2 separate regions of the Ovis aries genome follow, and region 1 is linked to region 2. Evidence: chromatin contacts called from public Hi-C data. All regions are on one chromosome and are shown on one strand. The core of a region is the stretch at or near the end of the contact, and the rest is flanking DNA. Distances in the headings are between cores, read along the strand shown. Region 1 overlaps PDZRN3 (PDZ domain containing ring finger 3). Region 2 overlaps PDZRN3 (PDZ domain containing ring finger 3).

Region 1 (4,681 bases), core at 1,888-4,387, 120 kb after region 2:
TTGAATATTTCCCAGCATCAGGGTCTTTTCCAGTGAGTTAGCTCTTCACATCAGGTGGCCAAAGTATTGGAGTTTCAGCTTCAGCATCAGTCTTTTCAATGAATATTCAGGACTGATTTCCTTTAGGATGAACTGGTTGGATCTCCTTGCCATTCAAGGGACTCTCGAGAGTCTTCTCCAACACCATAGTTCAAAAACAAAAGTCCTTTCAGTTGTGTCCAATTCTTTGCGGCCCCATGGGCTGTAGCCCACCAGGCTCCTCTGTCTATGGGATTCTCCAGGCAAGAATACTGGAGTGGGTAGCCACTTCCTCCTGGAGTGAGTAGCCAGGGGATCTTCCTTACCCAGGGATCAAACCCACGTCTGTGTCTCCTGCATTGACAAGCAGGTTCTTTACCATCAGCACCACCTGGGTTATTGATGGTCTCATTGAAAGGCAGCTAACAAAACTGGTTCATGCTGGAAGCACCACCATTAGCTTCTTGGGTTGCTCAGAGGTGAAACTGGCCACCACAATAATATGCACGGAGCAACCAATTGGCTTTTCTTCTTTCATCCCCACGGTTTTTCTTTTACTTCTGTGCTGTCCCCTGAGTTGTAGAGATGATGATGCAAGTTGTAGAGATGATGCAAGACTGATTTATGCACAAAGCTCTGATAACCAAAGAGGGAGGCCTTCCTTGGCAGGTACTCTGTCCAAGGCCATGTGATGGGAGGAACTGTTTGGAGGTGACCAAGGTTCGGCTGGGGTGTCCAGCGTGTGAAGGAGGAGCGGTGTTTTTCAAGCAAGCTTCACCGATAGCTAGATCCACTGTTGAGAAAGGGGAATGGGGCTGGCAGTAGCTGCATTTTAATGGCAAAATGTTGTTGAAGTGTGACCTAAGATCACTAATGCCTGAGACCTCCATGCTGCGTACAGTTTTAGAGACTGGCTAAGGCTCCATTTAAATCCATCTTTCCTTTGCCAAATGTTTACCTGCCAATAGTGATTTTCTCGTTTGGCTGATTCTAATTAGACCCGACCTTATGAAACTCCATCACTTTACCAAGTTGCTGAAGTAATACAGTCTTGTTTCATAAAGCATCAGGGAAAACCAAGCGTGAGAAGGTGTTGCCCGTCATCTGATGATGCTGGGATAAAGCTGTTACTCTTACTTGATGCCTTATTTGTACTTTATGGTGTGGGTGTGTCTTAGGAATATGTGTGATAGAAAGTGAGAATAAAAATGGATGTTTACACACTCATGCACACACACAGAGGTTTTTTTTAAAGAGATCATGTGTTTCCTGGGGTACTGTAGCTATTTTTTTTTTTCACTTAGCACCATATTGTAAGCGATATACTTTGTGTCATTCAGCTATTTCTTAGCCTCAGCACTATTAATGGCTGTCTAGTTTTCAACATGTGGCTATACTGTAGTTTCGTATCCATTTATGTCTTAAAATTTTCTAGGATGGAATGTTTGTGCCGTTATGAATATCTCCTTAGAAAGGTGGGGACTACTGGTTTCCCACAGATGTTATCTGAGTAGCTCTTTAACCTGCCCTCTCACTAGTATTGGGTGATTTTAATCTTTGCTATGGGATAAGTAAAAAATAGCACTTCATTATTTAAATTAGTACTTGTTTTATATCTAATTGGGTTGGACCTCATTTCATTTAGTCATTAGCTAGTCATATTTCCTCTTTGGTGTAAGCCTTGTTGCTTTCCCTGGGTGTTGCTTGGGGTGTTCATTTTTTACCTTATTGCTCTAGAGAAGCTTCATTTATATTTGAGTTATCAACGTTTGCATCTTTGTTGCAGACAGGCATTCCCATTTATTTGTTTGTTTGTTTGTTTTTGCCTCTTTCTGAGGTTTGAGAGCTATGAATAAACAACTTTTGGTTAATTTTTTTAAAGTTTAATAAGTAATATAGTAAGTAAGTGAATAATGCATAAGATTTCAGCCTTCAAAGAATTGATAAATGTCATTAACTATCTTTCACAAGAGGGACAGTTAGAAAATTGTAAGATTCGGGCTGATAGGACTGCTGGTTGTTCAGTGGAGCATGTTTCTTCTGATGTGGTTATTATTGCTACCCAGTGCATCAGAGTCCAGCTGTATTAAAACTGTCACCAAGATACCTAACAGTGAAGAAAGTCACATGAATTAAATTCTACGGCTTTTAGTTCTGATCCAAATTTGATGCCTTGAATCCCAAATCAAAGTCTGGAACTTTAAGGGATTGGGTTTATAATAAGAGTGTGGTCAGAGAGGACTTGCCACCAAAAATGCCCAAGATGATTACTCATGGGAAACCACATACATAAAATGGCACTGTGTGTGGAAGTATAGCTTAGCTCTTTAAAAAAAAGATTTGTGTGTGTATTTTTGGCTGTGCTGGTCTTCGTCGCTGTGTGGCCTTTTTTCTGATTGCAGCGAGCGGGGGCTCCTCTCCAGTTGTGGTTCATGGCTCCTCTTGGTGCAGAGCGTGGACTCTCGTGTGTGTGGGCTCAGGGGTTGCAGCTCCCAGGCTCCAGAGCACGGGCGCAATAGTTTTGTCACGTGTGGGTTTAGTTCCTGTGCAGCCTGTGGGGATCTTCCCAGATCAGGGATCAAACCCTTGTCTCCTGCATCAGCAGGCAGAGTCTTTACCACTGAGCCACCAGGAAACTCTGACTTAGCTCTGAATTAACCTGCAGTTCCGTGATTTCATACTCATCTATTCTGAACTGCCTCTCTGAGGGGAGGCTCTCTCTTAGAATAGGCATGGGATTTGGTTCTAAATCAACAACTTGATAAGACTTCCAAACAGCAGGAGCACTTGTTGAATCTGATGCAAAAAACTGTCCTTTCTCGTCCTAAAGCATGGTTATATAAGAACATGGTGGTTTTGTTTTTTATCCCCATGCTTATTTGAAAGAATTTTCCAGAAAGTCGTTTTGTGTGCTTCTCTCCCCACCCCCACATGTCAATCGATCATATTGTTCATTGCTATCTGAACAGTTATTTCAATGCATGTTCATAAGTGATACTAACACAGTTGCCTTTGCATATAACGTCTCATGATTCACGTGACCTACTTAAAATACCAAGTACTGTGCTTTGGAGATGGGAAGAATGGTTTGTAACTCCTGAGAGTTGTTGAGTCAGAGCATTACTTCGTTTCTGGGAAATGAAGCACTCAGAAGATGGAGTCACTGTGAAATACGTCAGATCTCCATCTACAATCTCCCATGAGTCACGATTTGGCACAAGCAGCCCTGGTCCATAGTGGCTGCCCAAGAGAGAGTGTTCAGGTTCACACCAGGCCCGAACTGTACCCTCCTCGCTAGTGTGGCTGAGATGTTGCCTCCAGAAAAATAACATCCTCTATCTGGGCCCAGGAAGGTTGTCATGGAGATGGAAATCTTCCTGGTACCATGAAAACCTTGCTTGTCATCTGACTTGAGCCCCGTGTTTGCACAGGTGGTTCTCCCAGCTGAGAAGGGCCAAACGAAAACAACTCTCTTCTTCCTGAATGGTTCCTTTATGTGTTCAGAAAAATCTGTTTCCTTTCTTTAGCCCCTCAACTAATGACCCATTATCAGCTAATTAAATCCCATGTAAATTTTATATGAGTTCCTTTGTTACACAGCACTTGCTGACTAACTCCATATTCTTATGTGTTTAACCATATAACTGTTTTAATTAATGGTGGGAACGAGGAGAGTTGGGAGATGATCTGGAACGAAGAACGTACCCACGAAAGACAGATACTATGCATAGCCGAGAGTGTAATATTAACTTCCATCTCATACCGGAGGCGACTGTAAATAATGCTGCTGTGAACACTGGGGTGCATACATCTTCTTGATGTGTGACTAAATGAAGGTCTAGTATGCATACAGTGGCTGTGGGACGCATCTCTGTTCTCCTTGGAAAAGGAATAACACAGCTGGGATTTCAGTTTCCCTGAGTTGTGTTTCAGATGGCGAGGTCGTCTACGTAATACAAAAACGCATCTGTGCGAGCTTGCTCCCACCCGCTGTGGTTTCTTGCTTCTGTGTCAGAGAGCACAGCTTGATCTGTGTGTAAGTTTAGTATAAAAAGCTTTAATTGGAGGTTTTTAATTTCAGTTTCCTATGCCTTTCTGCCCCAAAGAAGTTCAAAGGGTTTTTACCAAGTTTCTCGAGACACATTCATGGTTGCGCTGAGACAGCTGAGTTCAGACACAATAGATGCTGTGCTATATTTTTGGAAACGTATTCTGTCATTTAAGACTTTGCAAAGTGCATGGGGGAAAGCATTAGATGATGTCCTCTATAATCAGAAACTACCAACCTAAGTAAAAGAACGAGTTTTTTCATTGTTCATTAGGTGGGGCTGAGTAGACAGTAATGGGAATAATATTTAGAATAAAACATTACAGATAAGGGATTATTTTAAAATGAAGAAATTGCTTTTTTTCAAATCTGGTATTTAAACTATAAAATCATACTTCCTTGAGGTGTTAAAATAAAGAATTTTCCATGTGTAATGTTAAATTTGGTTATGCATTTCCAGATGTGTAACTTGTAAATGAGAGTCACAGCAGATTTATGACCTCAGGAGAATCTTCAAAGTAAATAATGGACCACTTCAACATTTGCTTGTAAATGAAGCACCTAACTGAAAAAAATTTTTTGAAAGGCCTTCCCTTGTGGCTCAGCTAGTAAAGA
Region 2 (4,859 bases), core at 1,612-4,111:
TGGAAAAGGGAATGGCACCCCACTCTAATATTCTTGCCTGGAGAATCCATGGACAGAGGAGCCTGGCGGGCTATAGTCCATGGAGTTGCAAAGAGCTGGACACAACTGATTGACTAAAATCAAACATCTTCCTCATTAGTCAGCTTAACATAGTCAAGGAAAAGGGAAAGAAAAATCAGATTCACTCATTCAACAGTTAAGCATTATACAAAGGCTATTTGCTATAGACTTGAAGATACTGACCAGGGAGACTGGATCCCTCTGGTCATTGAGTTTATGTCCTGGGTGATAGAAGGCAAGAAACAAGTATAAAGAGTAATTACAGATTGGGAGAAGAACAATGAAGGGGAAAAAATGGGAGGATGGCTATACTACATACCAAGGAGAAAGGGGCATCATTGCCCAGAGTGATCAGGAAAGAGGGGAAGGGATATAAAGCCAAATCCTAAAGGATAAGAAGATGTCAGCCATCTGGATGTAACTGATGTTTGCCCTGCCTTCATGGAGCTCATGTCCAGGTGGAGAAACTGATGCATTGGAGAGGGAAGCACTGCTCTCACTGATAAAACTCTGTGCCTGAGTTCAGCTAAAGATTCTTTAGGAGGCAGTTAACCCTGGGGAAGAAGGCATCATAGGGCAGGCCATGGAAGCTGGGTTCTGAAGGATAAGTAGGAGTTTGCTAGATCAGAGGTCCATATATAATATATTTAGTTGAACAATCTTCAGTTCAGTTGCTCAGTTGTGTCCGACTTTGTGACCCCATGAATCACAGAACGCCAGGCCTCCCTGTCCATCACCAACTCCCGGAGTTTACTCAAACTCGTGTCCATCGAGTCAGTGATGCCATCCAGCCATCTCATCCTCTGTCGTCCCCTTCTCCTCCTGCCCCCAATCCCTCCCAGCATCAGAGTCTTTTCCAATGAGTCAACTCTTCTCATGAGGTGGCCGAAGTATTAGAGTTTCAGCTTTAGCATCATTCCTTCCAAAGAACACCCAGGACGGATCTCCTTCAGAATGGACTGGTTGGATCTCCTTGCAGTCCAAGGGACCCACTGTAGGAAAACATTTGGACATAGTTGGTTACAAATTATACATATGTTTACTACTGAACTAGTATTACCTGTCTTATAAAAGTTACATGCTAAAGAATCATTTTAAATGATGAAATTAAAATATGAATACGATTTTTAATGTACTGTTTCATCATTCCACTGTGTTTCATTGCAAGTACCCATCTTTAAAGGCCACTGAGATAAAAGAAAGTGGACAGACCCAGGGAAACCTGGACAAGGACAAAGACAGAGTTGAGGAGTGGCAGGACATGGTCAGAAAGAGGCCAGAGAAGAAGAGGCAGGTTGTGATTAAATTCCCTTTGCTTTTGGCCAAAGCCACAGTTTCAACAACAAACGAGCATGGTTTATTGCAAGAAAATGACAGCTTAGTAGTAGGTGATATGTAGTCATTAAAATGATGAACTGATACATGATTTGCCTTGTAAAATATGTTTTAAAAAGACTACTTCTAGATAATGAGGTTAAAATAGAATGAACGTTGGTTGGGGCAGGGAGCAGTCCCCCTTGGCTGAGCCCTAGGAGTGTGGACATACCCTTGTTCTTCCCATCATCTTAGGGGAATTCTTACACTAAAATGATCTCTGTGCTCAATCACTCAGACATTTCCTACTCTTTGCAACCCCATAGACGATAGCCTACCAGGCTTCTCAGTCCGTGGAATTTCCCAGGCAAGAATACGGGAGTGGGTTGCCATTTCCTTTGCCAGGGGATCTTCCCAACCCAGGGATTGAAACCAGGTCTCTCGTGTCTCCTGCATTGTCAGGCAGATTCTCTACCACTAGCACCGTTTGAGACACCCCAAATTATGTCAGCTTGGGACTTTTTTGCTTTTCCCTTTTTTTCTGGTTGGCTGCCATCACAGGCAGCATGTCATGGTGCTGCTCTGATTCAGTCCCTGCTGCCGCGGGTCAGGCTTTCCAGCTGTGAGAGGGGCTGAGGGAGCCAAATGGGGCTTGACTGGCTCAGTCATGGTCCCAGGACCAGAGGGACTCAATCCTCCACCTTATCATCGGGAGAACGTGTTTTGCCACTTGGCACATGTAACAAGACAGTGGCTGCAGTTGGTTTTTATTCATAATTATTCATTCTCTCCCTATCCGTCATTACCATTACCATTTTAAGAAACAATTACAGTAAAGAAAGATGCTTTTCATTTTTAGACATTTTGAAAGCTTCTGTAGCCAAAGAGTCCAAACCAGGAAGCTCTCTTCTCTGCACACCAAAGCATATATATAGAAAAGGGGAGCCTAAATTTTGCAAAATGCCTGAAACAGAGAGGCAAATTCAAGGCTTGGCAATTGTTGTCAGCCAACAATGGGAAAGCCCACAAAGATGGTATTTCATTTCTGCACCTCCCCAGGGATGAAAGGATGCTTCCAAGTTCACTAGAAGGCAGTTTTGTTTTGTTTTTCTCAGACTTACCAAAAAATATGTTTTAGGTCATTTTCTTTTTTCTTTAAAAAAGTGGTATAAGCACAAACTAGACTGATTCTTGTAGCATTAAAGGACTCTGGGTTTATGTGGTCTTTTTGCAAGAACTCCATGCATAGCCCTGGGGAGGGAAATTGAATTCCATATGCATGTGTTTGCCATCATGTTTTTAAAAACGTGTCCTGATTAGCAGAAGCAGCATAATAAAACCTAAATGGATTCTGCCCTGTTGCCTGGAAATCTGGCAGGTCATTGAGAACATGCTAAAAAGCCAGGATGAGCAACAATGTGTACTCATTGTTAGTTACTGGAAGTAGAAGGCAGGGTGAATGACGTGTGGGTTTCCCAAGGAATTCCTGTGTTGGAGGCTTGGTTGAGTTGTGACATAAGCCCAGCGGGGGGGCTCTGACATAAGGCTTTTCATTGCACCATGCAGTACGTAATGCTCTTAGCAGAATCACATCACCCATTCACGAGTGCTCGGGTCCCTAAAGAAACAGCCGCCAGTCTGGTGTAGCAGACCTTCGGCCTTTGGCAAGTTTACTTCATTGTCTGGCACCCCTGGGATGGAAACAAGCCCTTTTATTTTTCTGTGTCTCAGGCCAGCAAACCCAAACAAATCCTGTCATTTGGTTCACCTTGGTGCATCACTCTACCTTAAAATGTGGAGCCACCAAACAAAGAATAGAGAGATGTGTTCTGAGAGGATCAGGAATGTTCTGGATTTGGTTTTCTCTGATTTTGTGCTTTCTATGTTTTTTACATTCTGTTCCCATCCCTTATCACAGTCTTCATATGACCTCAGTTTCGTGTTTGCTCTTGCCTGTCCCTCTCTGATTTTTGCTGGGACTTTCTGATACGCCTTAAGATAAATTACTTCTGTTCAAATGTATTATTCTGCAAAACCAGTCAAAACCAAAATCCCAGCCCCTATCTCCTCATTCCTCCCTAGCCGAGAAATGCAAAGCAGTTCAATCAGAGTAAACACAGATCTCTTTTCATTTGATGTATTGACGTCACCTCTTACGGAACTTAAGCTTGTCCATAAACCCTTTGTGGTCAGTTGAGACTCTTCAGGGTCCTCTGGTGGAATATTCCATAGCCTGGAATGCTGTATTTCTGAATTCGTGTGTATTTTTGAAATTTTTCTCAATGGGAGACAGTGTTGCAGCACTTAGAGTTTGTGTAAGAGAATCAGCCTATCCTTAGTTGGAAAAAGACCTTTGCCACTTTTTAGCTATATGACCTTGAGTAGGTCACTTAATCTGTCTGTCTCAGATTTCTTTCATCTATGAAATGGATATTTATCCTACTTACCACTTGTGGTTCTTACGAGGATTAAATGATGGACAGAGAACACTCATTATGTACCTGGCTGTTGTTGTTTTTTAGCCGACTTCGCGACCCCCTGGATTGTAGCCCATCAGGCTCCTCTGTCCATGGGATTTCCCAGGCAAGAGTACTGAAGTGGGTTGCCATTTCGTTCTCCAGAGGATCTTCCCGACCCAGGGATCAAACCTTGTCTCCTTTTTTAGCTGACAATTCTTTACCAGTGAGCCACCTGGGAAGCTCCATGTACCTGGTACCTGGTGTGTACTCAGTAAATAGAAGCTGTCGCACTTCTCTGTGCTTGTATCTGAGATATGCTTGCAACTCGTGCGTCCTTAGTAGTGGCTGTGAGAGAGAGGGAAGTCTCAAAGAAATTCCGGTGGGAAAGGGTTAGCATGCAATAGGCCTGAGGGAAGGGCTGTGATGCTGGGCAGTGGTATCTTTGTGGGCCGGCTGATCCAGCTCAGCACCTGCAGCCTTACTGACCCACCCCCCTGGAAGAGTCTTGAGGGAACCCAAATGGCAGTGGGAGATTTATCTTTGTCTTGTGGGGATAGATGTTGGGAAAAACACTCAATGCTCATTTTACATTGTGATTTTAGTTTCTTTTGAGTCCTATTATAACATTATATAGTGTTGTGTGTGTGTCTTTGTGAGCAGCGGGGCAGGGAGGGGAGAGGAGAGCTGGGGAGTGTGTGTTTTCCCACCGTGGGTTCCAATAGTTAGACTTCAGGGGGTAGACTTCAAAGTCATCTCTCTCCTTCTTTAGAATATAGGGTTTGGGGTTTGTTTAATTTTTTAACAAATGGAATTTTGATGTATTTGCATTTGATGTATTTGTATTTTACAAATTTGATGTATTTGTATAGAGAAATGATTACTGAAGTAGATGTTCTTACGGTGTTATGGCAGCGAAATCACCAGGATGGTGGATTTGGGAGTTTTTTGTGGAACATCCTGAATTTACTTCCTAAATCCTTTTGTTCAGAAACAACACGCGCTTTTGCCGTTTCATTTCTAAATCCA

The links. Hi-C and Micro-C count contacts between places; a contact is called where the count stands out from the background.
Region 1: a Hi-C map of mixed tissues shows a contact between it and region 2, with 2.6 times the contacts expected there. The contact joins two enhancer-like sites. A contact is called at or near these places in 3 of 16 Hi-C or Micro-C datasets (mixed tissues, skin fibroblasts and tail adipose tissue).

Annotation. Positions count from the first base shown.
Region 1 is chr19:28,359,729-28,364,409 of ARS-UI_Ramb_v3.0, forward strand. The region is part of intron 3 of PDZRN3 (PDZ domain containing ring finger 3); the gene reads left to right. Among named protein-coding and RNA genes, the nearest start is that of PDZRN3, 140 kb to the left of the region's middle. Within about 2 kb of position 3,138, at least 3 of the 54 cell types and tissues checked have an H3K27ac peak or open chromatin away from gene starts, as enhancers often do.
Region 2 is chr19:28,239,965-28,244,823 of ARS-UI_Ramb_v3.0, forward strand. All of the region lies in intron 2 of PDZRN3 (PDZ domain containing ring finger 3), which reads left to right. Among named protein-coding and RNA genes, the nearest start is that of PDZRN3, 21 kb to the left of the region's middle. Within about 2 kb of position 2,862, at least 4 of the 54 cell types and tissues checked have an H3K27ac peak or open chromatin away from gene starts, as enhancers often do.